Linked DNA regions of Bicyclus anynana: region 1 is linked to region 2. Evidence: chromatin contacts called from public Hi-C data. All regions are on one chromosome and are shown on one strand. The core of a region is the stretch at or near the end of the contact, and the rest is flanking DNA. Distances in the headings are between cores, read along the strand shown.

Evidence for each region. Hi-C and Micro-C count contacts between places; a contact is called where the count stands out from the background.
Region 1: a Hi-C map of whole body shows a contact between it and region 2, with 3 times the contacts expected there. The contact joins the enhancer-like site here to the promoter of LOC112047325 in region 2. A contact is called at or near these places in 2 of 2 Hi-C or Micro-C datasets (whole body and whole larva).

What each region holds. Positions count from the first base shown.
Region 1 is chr7:1,363,132-1,367,820 of ilBicAnyn1.1, reverse strand. LOC112047325 (elongation of very long chain fatty acids protein 6) reads right to left here. Exons shown (of 4, transcript XM_024084412.2): 3 at 2,704-2,925; 4 at 1,394-1,949. The coding sequence ends at 1,577. Among protein-coding and RNA genes, the nearest start is that of LOC128198213, 4.8 kb to the right of the region's middle. Within about 2 kb of position 1,765, at least 7 of the 8 cell types and tissues checked have open chromatin away from gene starts, as enhancers often do.
Region 2 is chr7:1,296,280-1,301,451 of ilBicAnyn1.1, reverse strand. It overlaps LOC112047325 (elongation of very long chain fatty acids protein 6), which reads right to left and starts at 1,660. Exons shown (of 4, transcript XM_024084412.2): 1 at 1,035-1,660. The coding sequence starts at 1,225. It overlaps LOC112047340 (vitamin K-dependent gamma-carboxylase), which reads right to left. Exons shown (of 9, transcript XM_024084437.2): 8 at 3,527-4,001; 9 at 2,231-2,789. The coding sequence ends at 2,407.

The DNA of each region.
Region 1 (4,689 bases), core at 516-3,015, 66 kb before region 2:
TAATTAAAATGACTGTGCAACATTGATTGCAAAGTGCTAACGCAGATTACTTGACCCGGGACCGGGGCGCAAAACTTATGACCAAGATGTGTCAGGTGACACTAGGATCACGACCTTTTATCAATCAAGACATTAAGGGGATTTAAATCGAGAAGATACAAACTTAACCATGAACGTTTAACGTATGAACCAAATATTTTAAAATAAATACCATAAAATTTCAGTTTCAGAAGAATAAAGTTATCTATAACTTAGTTGAGTTCTTCAGTTTCAAGAGTCTAAGACATACGCCACGGAATATTTCGGGAAAAAAAAGGCCATAGTCTATTATAATATTGTCCATATAATATATCGATATTTTTAATTCGCCACTATTGGTCGATTTTATTCTCACGACATATGTCTTAGCCAATGGAACATACGCAGCATACAGTGCAAGCGTTTATTTCTACAAGTTTTCGCGTCACTGCGCCTGCGTCAATGAGGTTAACGCTTAGACATATAGATTATGATCACGCGATGTTATAATGTTGATTATTTACTAATATTATTTATCATTGATGTTAATAATAATTTATTATTAAATTAATAAATAATAATAATCATCGCATCATCATGACTGCACGATTTTAATTATTTTATTACTCATTACCATAAAAAGGTATATTTAGATGGAAAGGTATATTTAATGTATTGAATAAGCAGGCGTTATTTTGCAATTTTCCACAAAAAGCTCTGCTTTATCTAAAAAAAACTACCAAAAACGGACCGGAAACAGCCTAAACATTAAAAAATACTAGACATTCACACATATCAACATATGATTCGCATACTGGCTTAATTAATTCAAAAAGATCGTTGATTAAAGTTAACAATGCGATTAATCAATCGTTTAAACGCACCGCTAATTTAAAAAAACACGATGAAAACAAAGACGGTAAACGCAATCTACGTCATCGATCAGTTTAACGTTCACATGAACAAGTAATGCGCGAAGATAGAAAAACAACTCACGTCACGCACTGGCAATCTGCAAAAACACCCAATAACAATAAAAAAACACGATCCACTAGCCATTAACACTTTTTTTGCAACTCAATTAGCAGCCTATTATAACACAATTTGCTTATAATTCAACCTATAATTGACTATACGTCTTCATGTCCGTTTAACACAACTATACTTAGCTATGATTTATAGGACAAGTACTTGTGATGACCAGATAAAAGCTAATATTGTCAAACCATGCTCTTACTGTAAGTAAGTAATGTAAGCAACAATGGAATCTGGATTTGGAGAAAACAAGTTAATTTGTTTACGTTTTCGACCTCGGCATTATATGAGAAATCCCCAGTCACTAGTACTATCACAGAGTCTCGAAAAACACCGTTAAAAATTATACTTTTAAGGTTGGCTTACAGCGAAGGGTTGCCACCAAGCTTAGTGTCTGGTCATCACAGATTCTCGCCCACTAACAGGAGAGTAACGTTTTTCGGACGTTTAAAAAAAATCGGACAAGTGTTCGTTCGGCAAACGCTTAATCTGTACAAATTCTAATGATATCACAATGTACCGACTAGTGCACAACACCGTTCCTCTGTCTCAAGTTACCGTTGACTATATAATCTAAACTCTTCGTCTGTCCAACGACCGGCGGTTCCGGTTTGTCTTTCCTCTCCTTCTTGCCCGGCTTAGGCGAGAGGTACGCTTTGTAGAAGAACTGCGCGAACAGTATGAAGTAGGAGAAATACATGGCCATAGACAACTTGATGTTGATCTCACTGATGCCGCAGGAGTGCCGCGGGGCCGTGGTCATGAAGTTGTGCGCCCATATGTTGACGAAGAAGCCCACGATCATTTGCGTCAGCTGGAGCACCGTGATGGTCATGGCGAACATTTTCGGCGGATACTTGCCCATGCTCACTAACGCGTAGTACGTGTACATCACACTGAAAAACGAAAATACGTATATTATATAACATTTCATATTGAAGGAAGGAAAGAAGTTTCTTATTTGTAAACTTGTAATTATTATAAGTATGAGTAGACGACCTTCAGTAATTAAGACAACGACGTTACGCGAAAGTAGGAGATTATTATAATACAAGTTCAGAGAGACAAGTAAGATTTGGGGATAACTGATGAGATGATGGCGAATGTTTGCGGTTATATCGCCGAATGTTATGCTGAAAAGAGGTGTAAAGCGCGTAGTGCCCGAGTTGGCTACAGTGGACATTCGCTGGCGTATTTCGTGATTGTTTGCGCCTCTTCCAACCCACATTTCTGCTGTACTGATTTTATCCTACTTCTAAGAAATTTTTAGTAAATCCGGAGTTAGGATGTTCATGGCAAAAACCACTCTCGTACCTCGAAAAGCACTTTAAATCGTTGGTCCCGGTCATTTTCATTAACGTCTGGTGATGATCTATAAAAAGGTACAACATTGTCAAATCAAAATTCATTTATTTCAATTGAGCTTAGTTTATAAGTATTTTTGAAACGTCAACTTATGTCATGGTGATATTTAAAGTCGAAAACTTTAAATTAAAGCTTCGATTCTCTCAATTGAATGTCATCCTCAGCTCGCCAACCCGTATTGGATCAACATGGTTAGTCTTAATTCGATACCCACTCTCCTACAAAGGAAGGAGGACTGACTCTGTTGATATTCATGCAACTATTCGTATAAAGGTCACAACTCACCTGTGCACACAGTAGTTCATGACGACGAACCAGCGCGCCGAGGACGTGAACTCGGTGAAGGAGAACCACGTGTACAGCAGCACCGTGATGTGGTGGTACCAGTGCAGGAAGATGAGCGGCTTCTTGCGCAGCACGATGAACACCGTGTCGCCCAGCTCGGGCAGCTTGGACAGCACGAACATCCACGTCCAGAAGCCCGACACTTTGTCGTGCTCGATGAAACTGAAATCGGGAGAACACATTGGATTACTGACAATGATAGCTCTAGTCACGTTCTTATGGTTCTTTAAAGGAGACGTTATTAGGTCCCCGTATTTATCACTATGTACTCGTATATGTCGGTGATAATATTCTCTTTGATCTCTGCCACAAAAGGAGACTTTAATATTTTTCCGTTATATCTATTAGTATCTATGTATGTCTGTGACATTGCATCAAATGGACGCGATTTTTTAAAAGTTTGGTGTAGCCAGTTCGAAGATTGAGATTAAAGATTTAGAATTTTTCCATCAGATATGGCACGATATAGGGATTTTTTAACACAAAAATCGTATCTAGCGAAAATATCTCTATCTGTTAAAGCCGAACTAAAAGTTAATATTTTCATTGTTTGTTGACAAACCACTTTTCCCTGTGACATCGATCTAGACCTAGATCTTCCTCACATTCATGGTCAACAAGATGCATATGGTATTGTATAATCGCTTTATCACTAGTTATAGAGATTTCTGCAATCAATGAAGATACCGCCAGAGAATAGATGGAATCTTATTCTATTATCATTATAATCGTGTATAATAAGTAGGCAACCGTGAGTTCAAATTATACATATAGAGATACTAGCGGATGCCCGCGACTTCGTCCGCGTGAAACTCGATGTAAACTTTCAACTACCGCTACCCTACCCCTACCCTACCCCTACCCTACCCCTACCCTACCCCTACCCTACCTCTACCCTACCCCTACCTAGGGGTTGATCGTAGAGGGGTGAAAAATTGAAAGTATTATGAGATTTTTTATTGTAAGTCATCAAAAAATAAAAAAAAATTTTACCAAAAAAAATTATAGTTTTTAATTAACAAATAAAATATAAGGGTTGATCGTAGAGGGGTGAAAATTTAGGGTTGTATGTATTTTTGTATGCTGTGTCATAAAAAAATAAAAACGAAAAATTTTGCCTAAAAAATAAAAAAAAAAATTTAGGGGTGGACTACATTTAGGGGGATGAAAAATAGATGTTGGCCGATTCTCCACCCTGGCCGACAATCACGCTAAGGATCACAAAAATCGGTCGAGCCGTTTCGGAGGAGTTCAAGTTCGAACACCGCGACACGAGAATTTTATATATTAGAAGATTGATTTCACAGCAAAAGAAAACAAAAAGAAAATCCACATGAAAATCCTAGTGGAATACGAAACACGTGCAAACGAACTAGGTGTAGGTACCAGGCACTTATAAATCAAAAGAGTCGTTTTGTCCAACACACAATACTTAGAAAGCAAAAATAATAGTGCAGCAGTACGAGTGGAACATTCACAAAGGCTTTCTACATTTGGAGCATTGTTGCAAGTGGAACTTGAAAGTCGAACTTTCAAAAGTGTTGCACTGTGAGAAAGAACAATTATATTTTCATAAAATACTGTTTTCAGAACAACTATTGGAGTTAAAAATAGTCGCAGCAAGTACGCAACTTTGGAAATGAATTCAAAAATGGGTCATAACAACGCGTAGACGACGTCATCCACAGTTAATTATCCCTGGAATTCATAGTCGTGAAGTGAACAATCCCCCACAAACCAATATTCAGTATTCACCCAGGGGCTGACTATTGAATCATCCTTCATTGCATTTCATAAACAAACTACTAGAGAGCCCCTAGGTGACTGGAGTTTCAAGCAAATGTTGTCTATGATTTGACATTAGATCTTTGAAAATGCTGTGACAGAACCACAGAGAGACGTATTTTGTTAATTCTTTGACATTTT
Region 2 (5,172 bases), core at 411-2,910:
TATCTTATAAAAAAGAATATTTAAATTTTCTACTATACAGGCACATAAATTATTTAAAACAGAATTTAAATGGGTGAAACAACAGTGCACGCTAGATTATAATATTTATTAGTCATTGAGGAGTCAGTGTAAACCAGGCATCATTATTTTTTTTTTTTTTAAAAACTAGTTTATTATATTCCTCACAAAAAGCTTACCTAAAATTGTTAAAATAACATAATATATGTTACATTACATTGATGTTTGTAATATGGCAAAGTCTTAGCTGAATCTTGATAGTGAGATGACTTTAAACAACAAAGCTTTCTAATGATTTTAATATCAACATTAAATATTGTGGTATGTACCCGTTTAAATAATATTTGTAAAGCTTTCTAAATTCACATAGTTATAATCTCAATAGAAATATTTCTCTCAAATTATAATTGTTTAAAAGCAGTCTTTACCTAAATCTTTATTTAAACTAAAACTATCTTATATACTTGTAAAAATAATTCTACTATAAGGAAAACTATTAAAAAATCAATGAACTTATGTTCCAATTATAGTTTTTCACCAACTGCTGCTTTGAATTTGATACAAAAATTATAATATTTAAAATTTTAGGTATATGAGCCAGTGGAAGTCTGTCCAATTTGAACATATTTTAAATATCCTGTTAAAGCTATTTGAATATTGTATGTATAATGTATATTATGTGTATGTTATATGTTAGCAATAAAATCTTGTTTAAATACTTTAAATATAATTATGCTGTACTTATTACTGGATCTTAAGTTTCAAAATGACCTATTCTTCTTATGGCTTCTTAGGGGTTTTAAAAGTTCACTTTACCAAATTAGATTAAGTAAATTATTTAGTAAGTTTTAATGAATACAGACAACTTTTTTATAAGTTTTTAAACTGGGTCGTGGTGTAAGTATAAGTTGTGGTGTTTAGACATATTATGAAACAAAATCTTTAGACTATTAAAGTATAAGTATATAAGTTATTGGAAATTAAGTATATTTTTACTATATTATCTAAGGCCATACCTGGGTCGGTTCTGCATGTAGTATTGTCCTCCGAAAATGAATGCCATGTACACTCCCACATAGTAGAACGCAACAGTCCAATTCTCCTTCATCCATTTCCTAGAGTTTTGATGAATAAACTCGCTCTCAAATTCGAAAATGTACGAATAGTTAATCGGCGCTACGTCGAGGTTATAACTCATCGACTCCATCGTTCAGTCCCGAAATCGAAATAATCACAGAAAACAAGCACAGTCTATCGTCTAAATTTAGTGTAACGCTGCACTGATATCACCGGTAACGTATTAACCTATAAACTTTCAACAGGATACATAAAGTATTATATCACAGACGGCGGACATGAGAGGCGTACTGCCGATGAGACACTTTTCCAGTTATGGACGCGGAATGGTAAAACGTTGATTATATATTCGCACTTCGCGACGAGGCGACGCCCGACTCCGTGCCTCGAACTCGTGTTCACGTCCGTCAGAGCAACGAGCAGTGAGACGAAACGATGAATGAATTGAACATCGCTACGCGGTCTATGAACAGCTAAAACCGTGCTCCGGCCGGAGATTACCACCACTTTTTATCAGACTTTTACCACTCCGCAATCCTCCAGGCGCTGGCCGCGCCATACAGTGTCAATTTTGTAAATCAATTTGACATTGACTTGATTTACAATTGACATTGACAAAATATATGCGGAAGTTGCCAGATAACAATTTTCTAATGCTATTTTTTATCTCATTTTGACTCAAGGTTTTGGAGAAATTATTTTGCTGCGTAATTTGCGTAAATTCTAATACAATATTAGTCCAGTAATTTTAGGCATTTTAAACTCCAATCTGGGGAAAAATTCCTACTGAACTGAATTTTTGAAAATCGACATGGATAACGTGGTGGCCACATTGTTGCTCGGAGGTCAATACAGGTAATTATAAAAATTGTTCCTCATAAAAATGTCTATAAAAAATGTATCTAGCAGTTTTTCTGTAAAATTAACCGTTTTCGGATTAAAGCGCTTTTATTTTGATGATGATGTAGGAACCGCGATGAATTCAGGTAATTAGGCTCTTCGAAGGTAGCAGCTTTCAACAGTATAAAGACCAATTATAAAGCGTACTTTTTCAACATTTTCCTCGGCATAAAATAAAAAAAATCTCTTACAACTAAATTGTTTCAAACCATTTTAAAAGAAACAAAAGGCCAGAATAAATAGATTTATTTCTAAATATTATAATAATTATATGCTTAAAATTATTTTAAGCTTAACGGAACGTAAAGTAACGTACGTTAAGATTTGACTAGATATTATTTAAAATATTCCCTTAGTATTTAAGTTGATAGCAATGAGATTAAATAGCTTTATAGTAGGTAATAAAACAAATTAAGTACAAAATTTTAAATGAAAAAATATTTGAAATAAATTCGTACCAACTATTTTTGCAAACTGAAGCATATTCCTCAGACGTCTGAGCAATTCTTGACCAATCGGCAGCATCTCTTTCTGGGTTGTTGTGGACGATGTTTCAATATCTATCAAAGAATTATTAGTCACTGTGTACATATAAAAAGCCGGGGTTTCCCCTATATTAATGATCTTGTGAAATGTTCCCGGAACTAGTTCGATATGATGTCCTTTTGTGAGACCAATCGATTGAGCGTTCTTATAATATGTGGTCAACTCAGGCTGATAAGCCACCGTACCGTTCAATACTGTCAATGTGATGTTGGTCAATTCTGGCGGTAGATACTTTTGTTGTTCGTAACCTGAGAAAAGATGAAAATGGTCACTCGGAATGATAGAATAATATTCGCAAATTCTGTTTTAAAAATGAAAACAAATAGGCCTCATCATCAGGAAAAACTTTTTTATGCACACTTGACTTGGGGAATAAGCTGGTGAATGCATTACGAAAAGTGTGATCGGATGAGGCGTGATAAGTATATAGCACACTCATAACTATTTGACAAAATTTTTAATAAGACTTAGAATAGATACAAACTCTAAAACTCCTTATAGGCAACCTAAGCCCATACTTGTCTTACCACATGGGCGAAGACTCACCGACGCCTATTAGAAATTGTTACTACTTCAAGCTATTTACAGAAACGAGGGAAGTGGTAAAAGACCGTGATAAAAAAATCTACCAAGATGAGCTATTAAGACGTAGGTACTCGTCATTACTATTAAAAGTACATTATAATACATACATATAAGTAAAAATGAAATGTCTCTCTGTGATCTGAAATTAACTATGTTTTCTCAAGTGCTTATAATTATTGACACGATAGAAAAACACAAACAAGCGTTTAAAAAAAATCATATTACTGTCTATCTTTTTGTTTATTCGGGCTAATCTAGAACGGCTGAACTGATTTTAACAACACTTTCAGTGGGATATTATTGAACAGCATGTACCTAGGCTACTTTTTATTCTGAAAAATTCATGGCTACCGATTACTGCGGGTTTTGTAAAAAAAAAATTGTCTCTGTATCACATTACCTGGAAATTCAGCAACAAACACTACATCGCTGTAGTTATTCCACGAGTGCACCTCCTCCTCTATATCATGCAGCACAGATCTCCAGTTCAACGCTTCATCCAGCAACGGCATGAGATACGAAACCGGTTGGAACGGCGACCAGGTTGCTTCCAACAAATCCACTTTGCAATCAAACATCCGCTGTGTGAATCTCTCATTCATGGAGCACCACACGTCGACATAAATTGATATATTTAAATTATAATCGCCATCCCCAAGCTGTCCAACTCTCTGTTTCAAACATCGAGCATATTGGTGAACCATGTCACCGTGTCTCGTCCATCTGTCATTAAGCGTAAAAATTGTGGGATCAATATAGAACTCTTCCTGGTTCGTATTGTCCACTACCTTGACAATTACCGACTCAAGGTTCCACGTGTGAACCATCATATCCCACGAGTAACCATATAACCCTTTCGTCCAGTTATTGTAACCCTGTAAAGTTAAGCAGTGTTAACATTTTTCCATAACTTGTGGAGCAGAACGTGCTTGATGAAGATTAATAAAAAATTTCTTGAGTTAGTTTTTATATTAATTTATACCTAAGTAGGTGTTACTCGTATGTATATAAATATAAATTGTGTATATATTGTCGATAAGCAATCTTTGCGATACACGTTTTCATCAAGGGAGTTAAGATAGTACGCATATTTTTGACCGTTTTTTTACCCCTAGTTTTATAGTTTGTTTTCCGTGACTGCTGAAAAAAGTTGACCTAAAAAGCACTTGTTGACTAGACATCAGTCGTATAAAATTGATATTTATACTATAAATCTAGACTTTCGGGGTTGCCAGATCATAAAACGCGTTAACGGCTCTGTCTAGAATAAAACAACAGGCGAATGAGGCGAATATATACTTAAAATGGAAATGAAGACAGAATTATTTTGTCTATAATACAATTAGTCAATAGCCAGTTTTATGTAGGTTTACATTAAAATGAATAGATATTTAAAATGCTGAAACTAAACGGGTGTTTAGCTTTACCATTTTAATAAAAAAATAAAAATGTATAGGTATATTATGTTAATAAAAAAACCACTTTATTTAACTGTAAACCGAAGTGATAGTGATTGATGATGTTTTCCAATTTCAATAGGGTAATCCTTGTTAGGGACCTCAGCCACAGAATACTTAATTATACCTATTCGTATGTCCTGTGCTAGTAACTTAAATAATGCCAATGTACGAAAAGAAGTTAGATACTATAACAATAAGCTATCGTAATAGAATATCGGAAGTATTCTATTTTGCATGTATTAATGCATGTTTACGAGTATACCATTCATTACAAAGTTTCAACTCTCAACTCCACCTCATTTTTTTAGAGGTATTGTGAACAAAATCGAAATAACTCTACAATGTAGATTTAAGAATTAGAATGTAGAGTCTACAGATTCTATTCATTCATACTGAAAAATATTAAAGTTACTAAGTGCCCATCGATCCTAGTACCTACTAAGTTACTTCACAAGGTAAGTAAATAGTATGATACCTACGGGCTAGGTTAGAATTTAGTCCGGTTTATAGTGATGGTTTATGTTGTTCGTTAGATTAAATCATACGGTATCGTTAACGAGATATTCTTGACATTAATTACTATTAT